Regions from separate parts of the Sus scrofa genome. Here region 1 is linked to region 2. Evidence: chromatin contacts called from public HiChIP or PLAC-seq data. All regions are on one chromosome and are shown on one strand. The core of a region is the stretch at or near the end of the contact, and the rest is flanking DNA. Distances in the headings are between cores, read along the strand shown. Region 1 overlaps SLC35A5 (probable UDP-sugar transporter protein SLC35A5). Region 2 holds the start of CCDC80 (coiled-coil domain-containing protein 80).

Region 1 (7,238 bases), core at 3,394-5,893, 52 kb before region 2:
GAATTTATCACAGGACACAGTGGATCTCTGTGACTTTTAAAAGTGGTTCAACAAACATTTGTTGCACTCCTTTTAGGTAAGGGGTCATCATAAGGCTGTCAGGGGTTGAGAAAAAGTGTAAATCACAGTCTTGAGGGCCTTATGCATTAGTTGTCACATAGAATATTATAGAGTCACAGAATCAGTACATGCCTCATGGGTTATTTGTCCAGTCTCCCTAGTTTTGCATGTAAAGAAACAGGCTCAGAGAGGCTAGCTGAGTTATAGGTAATAAGTGAGAGAACTGGTATCAAACCCACAAGGTCTGACTCTTTAGTCTTACTTTTTCCACTTCACCACAGTTGGGGAAATAAGCCTCATTCATGAGAAAAGTTGATCTTCAACATTAGTAAGTCTTGTTAAATATAAGTAGAAAGTCTGGCTGCTCCATTTTCCCAGTTATTCATAAACCAGGATGTGCCAGACGGGCCAGCCTTGTTTGTCTTACTAAGAAGGTAGCTTTCAAAAAGATCACTGCATGTAGAAGAAAATTGTTCCTAGAAAAACACTTATACAGTTATTCTGAATAAGTAGTATTCTGCTGGTTGCTTATAATTGTTTTAGGAAGGTCTACCAGTCATACTGGTAGCAAATGGATAATGGTCTTTTGGAGGCTCAAGTTAGGAGTTAGGCATATTTTTAAATAAAACATGAAATAGAGTCCTCTCTCTAGCTTGAAATTTACAGTTTTCAAGAACACACAAAATATGAATTATTTCACACAATGAGCATTTTACTCTATGGGGAAATGAATCTTGCTTATTAGAGTTCATGGCCTAACTTCCCTCAGTAATGCCTCCTGTAGTGATGATACAACAGATTCTTAAGATGAAAAATTAGAAGACTGGGTCCCAAATGCCCTTATCTTAGCCAAAGAGAGTATAGGTTCTTATATTAAGTCCTGTATTCTTTTTCAACAGTCTAGTAACACTGCTTGCCCTACTTTTTAAGTTAAAGAAAACCAGTTTAGGAGTTCCCATTGTGCCTCAGTGGTTAACGAATCCGACTAGGAACCATGAGGTTGCGGGTTCGATCCCTGGCCTCTCTCAGTGGTTTAGGGATCCGGCATTGCCGTGAGCTGTGGTGTAGGTCCCAGACACAGCTCGGATCCCAAGTTGCTGTGGCTCTGGCGTAGGCCGGTGGCTACAGCTCCAATTAGACCCCTAGCCTGGGACCCTCCATATGCCAAGGGAGTGGGAGCAGCCCTAGAAAAGACAAAAAAAAAAAAAAAAAAGGAAAACCATTTTAGGTAACAAGGCCTAGTTTATACTTATTTCTCCAACCTTTAGTTATTTCCCTTCAGAACCAGCAGGGGGCGCTCCTCACTTTGCTCTAGTTAACTTTGAAATTAAAGTACTGAGGTGCATTCTAATTTTTAATGATCTCATTTTATGTCTAAAAAGATAACTTTCCAGTATTTCATTTCATTTAACCAGATTATGGTTTAATGAAATAAAATCCATGATTTATTAGTAGAGTTTCTCCTTAGCAATCATTTAAAATGCTGCATTTCTAGTTTTGTTTTAATTAATTACTGATTTCATGTTTCCTTTTAGGATGGAGAAGAACTGGAAAGACTTACCAAACCCAGTGATATTGAGTCAGATTAAGATACTTTCTAAGTGGTACCCAAATAGTTGGCAGTTCTTACAAACCTTATTTGCACATTTTAAGCATGTATGATATTTATCTTTGCATTTTGATAAACCAAGAACCTTTCTAAAGCGTAAAACTCTTTGCATATATCTGACCACTCCCTAAGTAATTCCAGCCAAAGTTTAGAGTACCCAAAGGCTAAAAAGTTCCAAGGAACTGACATAAGAGTAATAATGTAGAGACTGCATTAATGGCCCGGTAGGTCAACAGGTTATATTCGCAGATTATTTTCTTTGTTTCTCCAAGGTTCCAAAAAACTTGTAATAACCATGTGAGCTGTACCCTATTAATATGCAAATGGATACCAGTTTGCCAGATATTCATAATTATGTAGTTTGCTTGGCATGCCATAGTCTTCCCTTTTCTATCATCATAAATATTACCTAAGTTGTCCCTTAAATTTTGACACCATGGAGATAGTCATTTTGCAGTTAAAAAGCAGTGTGACTCCTCAAAAGTTTGTTTGAAGGATTTTAATAACTGCCCACAACATTGATTTGAAAGTAATGTCTGTGCTAAATATTTTGCCAAAGAAAAATTTTCAACAAAATCTCAGAATTTTAGTTTTTAGCAATTCCTACGGAATTTGATTTTTAGTGACTATCTTTTGATGTTTTTCTGCACCAATAAGCTTCAATTTAGGTGAAAGTTAGTGCCTATTCACCAATTATTTGTATTTTCCATCACCTAAACCAGCCATGGTAGATTTTTTCTCGGCTTGACCACATTACTCTTGAATTATTCTATTTTGGAGAACTAATAAGCCATTTTAATTAGTTCTTAAATACAACTTATGATTATTATATATTTTTATATCATATTTTGTTCCTAAAGTTTGAGGCACTGGCTTCAGAATCATGCCAGATTGTCAGTATGACTAATGCTGAAGCGTTCCTTTTTTTTGTTTTTTGGTTTTTTTTTGCCACAACCATGGCATATGGAAGTTCCCAGGCCGGGGATCCTATCCAAGCCACAGCTTCGACCTGTGCCACAGCTGCAGCACCTCTGGATCTCAACCCACTGCACCGCAGTGAGGACTCCAAGAGTTCCTTTTAAAAGAGTCATTTTGCAAAGAAATAACTTTTAATGAAATGTGAATAGTGTCACTGTAAAAAGAGGAAGGCCAGTAATAAATCATCTTATAGTAACTCTATTTCACGCTTAAACTGCATGGTATTTTTGAGGTATTTTTGCATGTATCACATTGAGTCTGTGAGGTAGAGAAATCAGGTGATAGGTAATTTAAACAATGAGTAAACAAAAGTTACTTGCCCAAGGCATACAGCTGGGTGGCAATAGGACAAGAGTTAGCTTCAGCTAACAGTGCTGTGTGTTTACAGAGTGCTGCCCTATAAATGTGAGCTTTAAGATGTCATTTTCGTGTAGTCCATACATCTCCTTTCCCCTAGTTTTCATACAGATAAGCAAAAGATAATATTATATAATCCATCTGTGATACTCAGAATAATATAAATGGCAAGAATTGGTAGAATTTTATAAATAAAGTAATTATTAAATCCTTCTCTTGTGTTGCCGCTCTGTCATGTGAGGTAGAATGCAGAGTATTTTTAATTTCAAAACAACTTTTTTAAAAAAAAGAACTTTTTAAAAACTTTCTCTTTTAGTAGATCTTGACTTCTGAGGATAGCAAAATTGCTTACTTTGTCATAGGCATTCCACCAGAGTTATGTGAAACAGGAAGATTATTTTCTTGTGGCAGTTCATTTTAAAGGTAAATATAATCAGCTATAGGAAGACCTCACTTTTAAGAAATACAGCCTACAAAACATATTTATCTTATGCAACAGATAAAACTGCAACAATATTACTTGTAAAATTATGGCCTACAGAATATATTCAATAGCAGATGCTACTAGTTCGTGGAGATTGATTTTCTCATTTACAGTTACTTTTTCCACCCTCCTTTTCAGGAAAGCATTTTTTGCCCAGAGTGATGTTTACTCATGTTAACTTACAAATTATTTAGAGAGAGAGAAGGAGCTGGAACTAAAATGTAAAGTTCTGATACAGATGCACTGCAGTACATTTGACCTCTCAACACAGGTTTGAACTGCACATGTCCATTTAAATACAGATTTTTTTTTCAATAAATACATACAGTACAACACGATCATCAGTTAGTTCAATCCTGGAATATGGAACTACAGGCACAGAGGGCCGGCTACTGCAGTAGGTCCTAAAATCAATCCCCTGTGGATACTAAGGAAAGCCTGGGCTTTTGTGGGTGCCAGTGTTTTAATAGGAGAGGAATTGGAAGCTGAGAGTTCTAGAAACTATATCCTGTCATCTTGGATCAAGCATTTGACCTGGGGAGAGGAATGATTTGTCATGTGGAAAGAGAAGTAGACTTCTTTCCTGTCCTAAAGAACCAAACTACACTACAAGTTATAGGGTAACGCTCCTAACAAATGATGCTTCCCAACAGACGAGAAGGCCTTTCTAAAGAGTAGGAGAGAATAGTAGTAAATTCTCCATCACTCAAGTGTTCAAGGGGAGATTTTATCAGCAGGATGTTTTAGAAGAGAGTCCATCACTAGTACAGAAGTTGGTCTAAGTGATTGAAGTCCCTTCCTAATTTTAGAGTCTCTTCTAAGCAGTTATGACCTACCACTAATGCACTGAATTTGCTCCTGTCATAGTTTCTGAATAGCCTTTGGTTGGACCGCAGGTGTGGCCTGCAGTGACCTGACTCCAGCTCCGTCACTGGTCAAAGGACCAGGCTTCTGTCCAGCAGTATGCCTGATCCTGGGGGGAAGCAGGATGTGGCTGAGACCCAGGATCTCAAATCCTCGGCCGGCACTGTCCTGCTGCGGTAGGTTTTCAAGTTGGAGTGCAGAGGAGGCTCTGGGGCAGAGTTACTTTGTTTACAACTCTAAGGCTTTTTGCCTCTAAACCACCATGTGGAAGCCCTGTTTGCTTGTGTGCTGGATTAGGTTCTGTGGAGCTGCAGGGACTACTTTTGCCCTGGTACAGGCCCGGCCTTGACCGGAACAGCCCAGGGCCTCCTTGGCAACTTCTCCTTTTACCTAAGTCCTGGTTTTTCCTGAGAATTCTTAGCATTCTAGTGTGGATAAGAGGCAGAGAAAGTCAAATGCAAAGGAGAGTTGTTTTCCTTCTCTGAAGCCTAGAGCAGACTTTCAGAAATCAAGTAATAGGTATCCTTCCTTTAACAGAAACAAAAAACCTCTCACAGATCTCAGTGTAGACCTTTTTTCTTCCTTACTATTATTTAAATGGATACAAACATGGAGAATAAACTCCTTGCTTACAATTTTTATATGAAAACCAAATTTACAATTAAAATATCAAGCTATTAAACCAGTCAATTTTCAATTCAGATAGGAGTTTAGTGAGGTGATAATGTCGCTCAAATAGAATCACAATAAACTCCCTAACAGTCCTGCAGAACTGTCCTCACTTGCGATTTTACTTGCTTCAAGCGCCATCCTGTCTCTGCCCAGATAACTGAAACCTGCTGACAATGCTGATGATGCATTTAATCCTGCTGGGATTTATCACCCCATGTCCCTAACAATCCCGCACGGATGTGGTGTGGCTCAAGCTGCCAACTCCCATTGGCCGAGACGCCCTGGAAAGATTTTTTAAAACGTCAGCTTTGTGTGTTCCCTGAAGCTTTGAAAGAACTCACCAATAAAATTGCCTAGGCGTGGTACTTTTTTGAGAAGCACTTTTTTTTCTACAACATTCTCTGGTTCTTCTTCATCCTCTTCTTGGTTCACTCTTGATCATTTAAAACACAGATGCCAAAAAATTAACCATCCAGATTTTCAAACATATTTGCTTAGGAATTTATGAATCATTCTCTTAATTCTTTTAATTTCCTCTTTTGCCAGAGTCGTGTTTTCTTTCTCATTTTTAACTTTGTGTATGAATAGTGTCTCTATTTTTTTAAATAGGTTAATGAGCATTTTCTAATTAATTTTTACTTTATTGAAGTTTATTGTGTTCTGCTTTTCTAAAGTTTGTTTTGATCTTTTTTCCATCTGATCTACTTCAAATGCATTTATTTTCTTGCTTGTTGAAGAGCATGTTTATAGCTAGTAGAAGAATTTCTTGGAGTAAGTAGACTTTAGGCTAGTCAGAAAGACTTTAAAATACAGCATTATCATTATTTTCTAAATCTGTTTTGAGTCAAGGGTAGTGTCATTAAGGATTTTACTCATACTTTTGTTAATTTCTAGTTTTTATACACTTGGTTAGAAAATGAGATCTGTACTCTTTCTGTTGTCATTTGCATATTTTTATTGAATTTATTATTGTTTCGCCTGTCCTCTGTACAAAAACTTTTTTGAGAAAGTTGGTATTGGTTTGGATATTTTGAACCAGTTTGAAAGATTTTTGGTGTTTTTTAGATTTGCTCAACTTGCATTTTTGTCTGTTTCATTTCTAGTAGTTACTGTTACATATTTTAAACGAATGTAGAACTTTATTTATAAATGTTTCATCCTCAAAAATTAAAATATGGTTATTGACTCCTTTCACTGAAAGATGGGGAAATTAGGTATTACATTTCCTCCCACTCCCAGTTTTTCTTAATAAGCTCTGAGAACTTTATCCAGGTCTACTATACTTGATTTCATCTATTTTAAGACTCCTGTGTTTTCACATTACCATCTCTGAAATTGGGGTGCTTTAAGCAATGGCATGTTAATATAGCTGCTCCCCCCTAGCAGAAGGATGAAATTGTCTTTGCTTGCACATGCAGGCATTTGGCATAGCTGGATAAATACCACTTCCTGATGTTTCAGTCAACAAACCACTTAAGGACCATTTGAGGGGAAGATAAGAGTCCTAATTGTTGTCTGAAAATCTTTTATCAATACCTCTTGGTAAGATTAAGAACATGCCAGCATAAAATTTTACACAATGAATGTCAGTAGATTAGAAGAAAACCCTGGAGATAGCAGAGAAATTCTCTTAAAATGCTTCATCATCATCACATCTCTCAGTGGTGCAGAGAACCCTCTGCCTGGAAAACCTCAGACGTCTATGATGCTGCATCAAAATGTGACTCAAGAGATACAGCCTCAAAATGGGAAGACATTTTAGAAATATTTTAATTTATTTAACTTATAGTTTCCTTTTTTATGTAATCAGAGAATGCTACATAATAAAGTCTTTAAAAGCTCTTTAAGCAAGATATAAAATGAAAATTCTAAATGACAAAATAATCTGTTTAATTAAGAGTGTTTCTTAGCAGGATGTGGTACCTCTTAGATTTGATGCTGTCATGAATACAATGTAATTTGGAAGTTCTTTTTAAATGTTTTCCTTTGCACCTTTTCTTTCAAGAATTAATAGGTTGGCTTTTAGTTTGTAATCCCATTATCACAGCTAATTAAACTTTATTTGTGCATGATATAACTTATTCATAAATTTTAAATGGCAGTTCATTTCTCAGCTGGGAGCTGTCTTAAAATAGACTTTTCTCTTCTGAAAGTGTTTTTGGCAGATACTCTTCCTGAGGTTTTATTTATTTATTTTTTTCCGCATCTAATAGC
Region 2 (7,736 bases), core at 1,146-3,645:
CCAGAGGCTTTGCGTGTCCAGAGGGTTTTAGGCAGTCCTTAGAAGTAACCATGTCAGATCCCAAAGGAGAGAATGAGGCAGCTCTGTGAGTATGCCTCCTGGATCTGCCATGAGGATTCAGCTTTTAGTGGGGAGGAAAGGTGCCTTGGGTTATGTAGATATTTCTTCCAGCCTCTCCAAGTGCATTCAAGCAGTATTAACTGCCATAGAGATTGGTGACCCAGGGTTTTCAGAAGGATCCCTATAAGCTAGGCTGTATCAGTGGCTACTGTCTCTGGATAAAACATGGTGCCTAGTTACTCCTTTTGATCAGCCCCACCTCAGACTGGTCATTTACTTTTCCTTCACATAAGCTCCCAGCAGTGAATTGACCACCTGGAGGGGTTGACTGTCAGGTTCTCAGACCACAGCATGAAGACCAAAGGGTGCCAAGGAAAAGGCCTTCCTGTGGAGCCCTCTCAGACACCCATGAGCACAGAACAAAGGTGGGCTTCAGGCTGAAATCCTCTGTCCAGTGGAGTTAGAGATTTCCTCTTTCCTGGGATTCACCTGTTAAGTTGATCAAATGCCCTGTGCTAAATTGGACAGTCTTGGATGTGATTTTCTTTCTCGAATCATCATGTGTTCCACACAGTCCCCTACTGGCCTGCCTCCCTTCCTTCTTTGCGCCTCTCCCTGCTAACAACAACTACCATTTATTGAGCACTTTCACGTGAGGCTCTGGGCTTGACACTTTCATGTAGTCTTTAACCCTCACAGCATCCCTAACAGATAGATGGGATGGTCCTCATTTTACAGATAAACAACCTGAGACTGAATGAACGGAAGTATTGCCTACTGTTGCACAGATGCTAAGAGGTGGCTCTGAAATTTGAACCCAGGTGTCTACAAAGCATTGTATTAAACTGTCCCCCCCCATCATTTTCTTCCCATGCCTTCTGCCTTCTCTTTTTCCTTTTTCTTCAATTTCTTTTTGTGTTCCCCAATTCATAAAAGAGTTTCATTTATTTGCTTAGCCAGAGCACTTGTACTTTTAGAGTCCTTCATTCTGGAATAATTGTGTAACCATCCTTTTTGCCTTTCTTAATAGGTCCTTAAAGTCTTTTATTCTTTTTCTTGAATATCCCATGGCTTCCACTAACCTACACAGAATGTGCATAACATTCGTCATCTATGCAATGGTAAAGTTGAAATCAAGTCACTTTAGCAACCTGGATTGTACGGGGAAAGCCAGCCCAATCCTGACCTGTGTCTTCCTGGGGGGACTCAGACTTTCTTCCCTCCTGTAAGCATCAGCCACTAGATGGCACGCTAAACACACAGGAGGGAGAAAACCTAACTGCCACCTCAGTGTCTCCCCAGTTTTCCCCACCGCACCCTCTCACAGACTCACAAGCATTTTTCAACCTCAACACATAAAGCCTCTCCTGGGACCTCAGAAAATATTCCCAGGAAAGTCCAGGGAGCATACATCTGTTAAGAGCAGTTAGGAAGCAAGTTAGCATGCACCTCTTTCTGGAAAAGCCCATACCGATGTATGATTTGCAATGATCTTCAATTTCTAGTCCATTTCTAGTCAATTTCTAGGCTTAAAATCTCTGGTTTTTGTTGTTGTTGTTGTTGGTCTTTTTAGGGCTACACCCATGGCATATGGAGATTCCCAGGCCAGGGGTCCAATCGGAGCTACAGCTGCCAGCCTGCACCACAGCCACAGCAACGCCAGATCCGAGCTGCCTCTGTGAACTACACCACAGGTCACGGCAACGCTGGATCCTTAACCCACTGAGCAGGGCCATGGATCAAACCCAGAACCTCATGGTTACTAGTCAGGTTTGTTTCCTCTATGCCAGAACTGGAACTCCTCCTAAAATCTCTATTTTTAAAAGCACTCCACCTAGATCTTTCCTTTTTTTTTTTTTTTTTTTTTTTTTTTTTTTTTTTTTCTGTTACCTAAGAAAGAAATAGTAACTAATTGCAGAGAGAGAGAAAGAGAGTGGAGAGAGATTTTTGAGATCAATGTTGAGAGAAATGTAAAAAGAATAAAATCCAAAACTAGATTTTAGAAATCCTAATTTAGGAACACACTGACAAGACACTGCCTGACATTTGTCACACAGTAATTTGGAGGGAGTAAAGGAAAGAATGTGCAAAACAGAATTACTTCAGTGACACTGGGATAGGGGGGATTATTTGATGAAAATCATACTAAACATAAGGAGGCAAGCAGAGGAGGGTGTGCTAACTGAGCAGAACTGCACTGACCTGGGACTAAGACTCAGGAAAATATCCTGTCCCAGGCACCCGAGAGAAACTATCGTTTCTGTCACATACACTTGATCCTCTGCACAGAGCAACACTGTGTGGATCTTACTGACTGGATTCAAAACATTGTTCTACTGCCTAAAAAAAAAAAAAAAAAAAAAAAAAAAAAATTATTTACTGAAGAGGAAACTATGAAAACAAATGAAGAGGAAAAAGATGCAAGTTCTTCATGTGGTCTTGAAGGGAAACCACCTCTCCCACTCTGTGATAACCGGTACCCCCAGCAGGAAAAAGAGCAGAGCCATTTTCTTCCCTTTTTCCATTTGCAGACTTTAATCAAAATTCAGTTTTCAGCCATGTTTATGGTGTTCAGAGTGAAAACGAACTCTTCTCTTTCTTAGTATAGGACAAACTAAAGTAATAAACAGCAAAGTCAAGGGGAAAGCCCATAATCAGGCTGCTGCTGCGGCCCAGGGAGGCTCCGAAGAAAGGGTAATCCCCAAAAAGAAACACCCTGAACTTGTCCCTGAAATGTCAACAAGGTCACAGGCTTAATCCAAAGTTAAGGTATATGTATACTTAAAAAAAAAATAAATAAATCAAAATAAAAGTTACCTGGTAGATATGGGCCAAAACTTTGGGGGAGAACAGTTTCAATATCCTTTTTTTTTATTCATTTAGTTTTGATTACTTCAGTTTTTTTGTGTTTTTTGTTGCTGTTGTTATTTGTTTGTTTTTGGTGGTGGTGGGGGGACTTAAAGGACTTTTTTCCAAGTGGAAAGTTGTTTAATTAAGAAAATGTTGAATTCTTTTTTTTTTGTAGTTTTTTTATTACTCAATGAATTTTATTACATTTATAGTTGTACAATGATCATCACAACCAAATTTTATAGCATTTCCATCCCAAACCCTCATGCATCCCTTCACTTCCCCCAATCTGTCTCATTTGGAAACCCCAAGTTTTTCAAAGTCTGTGAGTCAGTATCTCTTCTGCAAAGAAGTTCATTGTGTCCTTTCTTTAGATTCCACATGTAAGTGATAGCATATGACCTTGGTGTCTCATTGTCTGACTGACTTCACTTACCACAATAATTTCTAAGTCCATAGCCACAAATGCTGTTATTTCTTTCCTTTTAATGGCTGAGTAATATTCCATTGTGTATATGTACCACTTCTTCTTTATCCACTCCTCTGTTGATGGACATTTAGGTTGTTTCCATGTCTTGGCTATTGTATAGAGTGCTGCAATGAACATTGGAGTACATGCATCTTTTCAAGTCATGGTTTTCTCTGGCTAGATGTCCAGGAGTGGGATTGCTGGATCAGATGGTAGTTCTATTTTTAGTTTTCTGAGGAATCTCCATACTGTTTTCCACAGTAGTTGCACCAATTTACATCCCCACCAACAGTGTAATAGTGTTCCCTTTTCTCCACACCCTCTCCAGCACTTATTGTTTGTAGACTTTTTGATGATGGCCAAGGAAAATATCGAATTCTTAATTAAAGCAAATTGAAGTATCTTGCCGTAGCAGAGATTAAGGAACTATGTGAATAACTTAATGGCTCATTTTAAATCTTCAGCCCCTCATTTTGCTGCTTGGGGGTTTAGTTTTGAATTGAAAAGGAGTAGACAGTACTGAGATCAAAGTCTTAACCATTGGCCATTTAATACATACAAATGATTTATACCTATCCCACGGGGACAATTCTGAGTCTCTCCATACCCTTTGATATAACCAAGGAGAGACCAATGATCCAATTTCTTTCTCCCTTATTTTACCCCTTCTTTTGCCAAGAGTGTAGACTCTGTATCAGGAATGATTGAGAACCAGGCAGTCTCTTCCTCTAAGAAGCTCATAGTCTATTGGAGAAGATAAACTCTCCTCAGCAGTGCTGCCAACTTCCTCTTCATATAAAAGTTCAGTACAGGCTGTGGTTCCATTCCTGTTGGAGACTTTGCGTCTTTGATTCCTGGAGCAGGCTTTACCACGAAAGAGGCTTCCCATGGCAGCTACTATGTGGCACCTGGAAAACTTGCTTAGTATGTTCTGTTGGCTGTAAAGTACACTAGCATCTATGAGTCCAAGATACTCTACCTGGCAGGATGTGCTGGTTTGCCTGCCAGGTCTGTCATCCTCAATTTCCCAGATCCCGTCTTGGCTGTCTCCTGCACCTGCCCTGCTAGGACTGCCCTGTCCTTCACTTATTTCTTTAATTGACCTTGCACTCCAGGTTCTGATCCCATCACTCACTTAAGGAAAGGTCGGCCAATAGGATGGCAGTTTATTCATTCAACAATGCAATTCAGTGCATTGTTCCAATCACTAGGGATACAGTGATGAACACTCCCTGACCTCATGGAGCTTCTGTGCCAGTTATAAGAAACAGGCAATAAGAATATAAACAAATAAATAGACCTAGACCTGGGCATGTGCTTGGAAGATATTTTTATTTTACTTAATTAATTAAGGCTTTTTAGGGCCCCACCTGCAGCATATGGAGGTTGCCAGGCTATGGGTCAAATCGGAGCTGTAGCTGCCAGCCTGCCGCACAGCCATAGCAACACCAGATCCAAGCTGTGTCTTTGACCTACACCACAGCTCACGGCAGCACCCAATCCTTAACCTGCTGAGCGAGGCCAGGGATTGAACTTTGCATCCTCATGGGTACTAGTCAGATTTGTTACCACTGAGCCATGACCGGAACTCCCTTGGAGGAAATTTTTAAAGGGGAGGGGAGTAAAATGCAATGAAGGGAGAAGGCCATTTTAGATAAGGGTCAAGGAGAATCATCCTAACTGAAGTGAGGAGAGTAAGCTACTCAAGAATTAGGGGAGGGAAGAACATTCTAAGTAAGAGAGAACAGCAAGTGCATAAGCACTGAAGCAGGGACTGTGTCACAACTGTCTTAGAAGAGCAACTTTAGCAAGGATGTGTCAAAACCTGAGACCTGGTTTGAAATGGGTGCTACCTGGAGGACAGGGTTTGGGGGCAAGAATGGCGGCAGGGAGCAGTGAGGAAACTATTGCACTGGAGGAAGTGAAAGGGCTGGTAGATTGCCTTGGGTGCCTGGGGCCAAGTAGGTGCAGAAAATGAATCCTCTTTGGTATCTATTTTGAAGATAGAGCCACAGGAGAAGTTTGGGGTAAAGACAATCAAGTTTAGTTAAAATTTCTGTTCAACACTCTGGAGCAGATGTTGAGTGGGCTGTTGGTACATGAGTCTGAACTTCAAGGAGGACTGGGCAAGGGTTGTAAGTGTGGAAGGCTATTTAATGCATGAAGCTGGGAGAAACCACTTAAATAGCAAATATAGGTGGAGATGAAGATTTCTATGGCCTGGCATACAATATTTAGAAGATGAGAAGAAGGTAATGGACCGGAAAGCGGAGCATCTTGCAGGGGAAGGAAGGCAGGAGGAGCATGTGGTGGTTTTTTTCTCACCCACACTTTGAACCACAAGTTACCTCTGGCCCTTTCTCCGTGGGTCCTTACTACACATGTCCTCATTCAGTTCATTCTGCAATGTCCAGGCCCTGTACTATCTCTTCCATAGGGTTTCTCAGAAGCACTCGCCTTTCTCTGAGAAGATATCATGTACAGCATACTCAGATATGGGTTCTTGTCCTTCCAAGAAGATCTTTAAGCTTCTGAGAACATGGAATAGCCTTACATTTATTTTGCATCCTTCCTAGCACATTGCATTATAGTGATGGGACAAAAATTATAAGCCTCTACCAATCAAATACAGTTAAAAGGAAAGATGGCAAAATCTTAGAACACAATCCAACTACAACGTATCCCTTTCAAGAAAGAAAGAAAATAAGGAAAAAAACCTAAACTTTTAATGAACCAGAGGGTCTCTTTATCTCTATTTATTAAATAAATAATAGTAGAAACAAGAGACGTAGCTGTATAAACCATCAAAATTAAAACTTATACTTGTATTGAATTATGGAATTGTGAAATTGAGGCAAAATATTTTATGTAAATTAATATAAATCTTCATTTTATTCATTCATTCATTCATTCCCAAACTATTTATGGAGAACCTTGTATGGATTGGACATTATTCCAGTGTTGGGAATACAGCAATAGCTGTATGTTATCCACTGGACAACAATGGACATTATTCCAGTGTTGGGGAATACAAAGAGTTCCTGCTCTCATGCAACTCACATTCTATTTGTGAGAGGTAAACACTCTAAAGAAAAACAATGCAGGGAAAAGTAATAGGGAATGAAGGTACCATTTAAGATGAGGTGATCAGTGGTTACATGCTGCATGGCAAGAAATCTATGGCGTATCTTCAACCTTTGATGCTGGACTTGAGTTTTAGTCATAGTCTGAAGTCTCTGGTCACTAAGTGTACTGAATGTGGTGGGTGATCAAATTGTATACTTCTGGTTGGGATCAAAATAATAAATGACTTTTAAAGTAATATGTTTCCTGCATAGTTCATTAACTGACTTTGGAAGAATTACGAAAAAGGAATTTTAAAAGTGCTCTGAGTGTCTGGCATAGAATAACTACTTACTATGTGTTTCAATGAATGAATAATCAAAACATCACTATCTACAGTCTCCCAAGATGACAACTTTGAAGTCAATCACATTAATTTGAACTCTGCTTTTTTTTTAAAAAAAGCAGACATTCAATTGTAATTATATCTCAAAAATCTCTGTTTAAAAGCTATATTGTTATAACTTGAATGGTTTAACCAAAGTCTGTCACAAAAACTCCAGAATGAAGATAAAATACCATGTGGTCTTCAAAGCAAGTTAAAAAGTTCAATGTAGAATCATTCTGAATGTGTTAACAGGTGACTTTCCAAACTTTTATATCATATTTTTATTTAAAATTAAGTATGGAAAATAAAAGCATGTGGTTGCTTTACAAACAATTTGCAATGGCAGATTTTGGCAGAAGTCTTGGCATTAACTATTGGGAAAGTTCAGAGTCAGTATAAATAAATGCTAGTGAGTAACTACATCAAAATTAGAGGAACAGTTTAGATTGAAAAAAAAAAAATCCTGATTAAAGAACACTTTCCGTGTTTGGAGATTTCACTCATTCATTGGATAAGATTTGTTTTGCCTCTGAGAAAGCAGCTCAAAATTTGCAGCCATACAAACCTTAGACTGAATCCTAGTTTCACTGTTCACTAGTTGTGTGATGTGGGCAACGTGTCAACCTCCATGAACTTTAGTTTCTTCAACTATAAAAATGTGAATGGTTTTTTGAATTTGAATAATTGGGTTAATTTTTTTCTAAAAATAATTTTATTAGAGGGCTTCCTGGTTCAAACAACAGCAAATGTACAGCTAACTTCTATAAACAACAGGAAATTTGTCAGCTCAAACAAATGAAACATGTTGAAGTGTGGCAAGCTTTTATTCACTATCTTTTCTGTTTTTTGTTGTAAAATATATAACACTTACCATTTCAACGATGTTGAGTGTAGAGTTCAGCGGCA

The links. HiChIP or PLAC-seq counts read pairs in DNA pulled down with a chosen protein or histone mark.
Region 1: a contact with region 2 is called in an H3K27ac HiChIP or PLAC-seq map of skeletal muscle, with 5 times the contacts expected there. The contact joins the enhancer-like site here to the promoter of CCDC80 in region 2. A contact is called at or near these places in 19 of 47 Hi-C or Micro-C datasets (adipocytes, alveolar macrophages, brain and 10 more) and 2 of 2 datasets of contacts at active chromatin or transcription factors (alveolar macrophages and skeletal muscle).

Annotation. Positions count from the first base shown.
Region 1 is chr13:147,253,001-147,260,238 of Sscrofa11.1, reverse strand. SLC35A5 (probable UDP-sugar transporter protein SLC35A5) reads left to right here. Exons shown (of 7, transcript XM_013982457.2): 7 at 1,596-7,238. The coding sequence ends at 1,649. Among named protein-coding and RNA genes, the nearest start is that of ATG3, 22 kb to the left of the region's middle. Within about 2 kb of position 4,643, at least 17 of the 83 cell types and tissues checked have an H3K27ac peak or open chromatin away from gene starts, as enhancers often do. A contact at or near this core is called in liver, omental adipose tissue, retroperitoneal adipose tissue and 1 more, where this site is marked.
Region 2 is chr13:147,197,992-147,205,727 of Sscrofa11.1, reverse strand. It overlaps CCDC80 (coiled-coil domain-containing protein 80), which reads right to left and starts at 2,395. Exons shown (of 8, transcript XM_003132680.4): 1 at 1-2,395.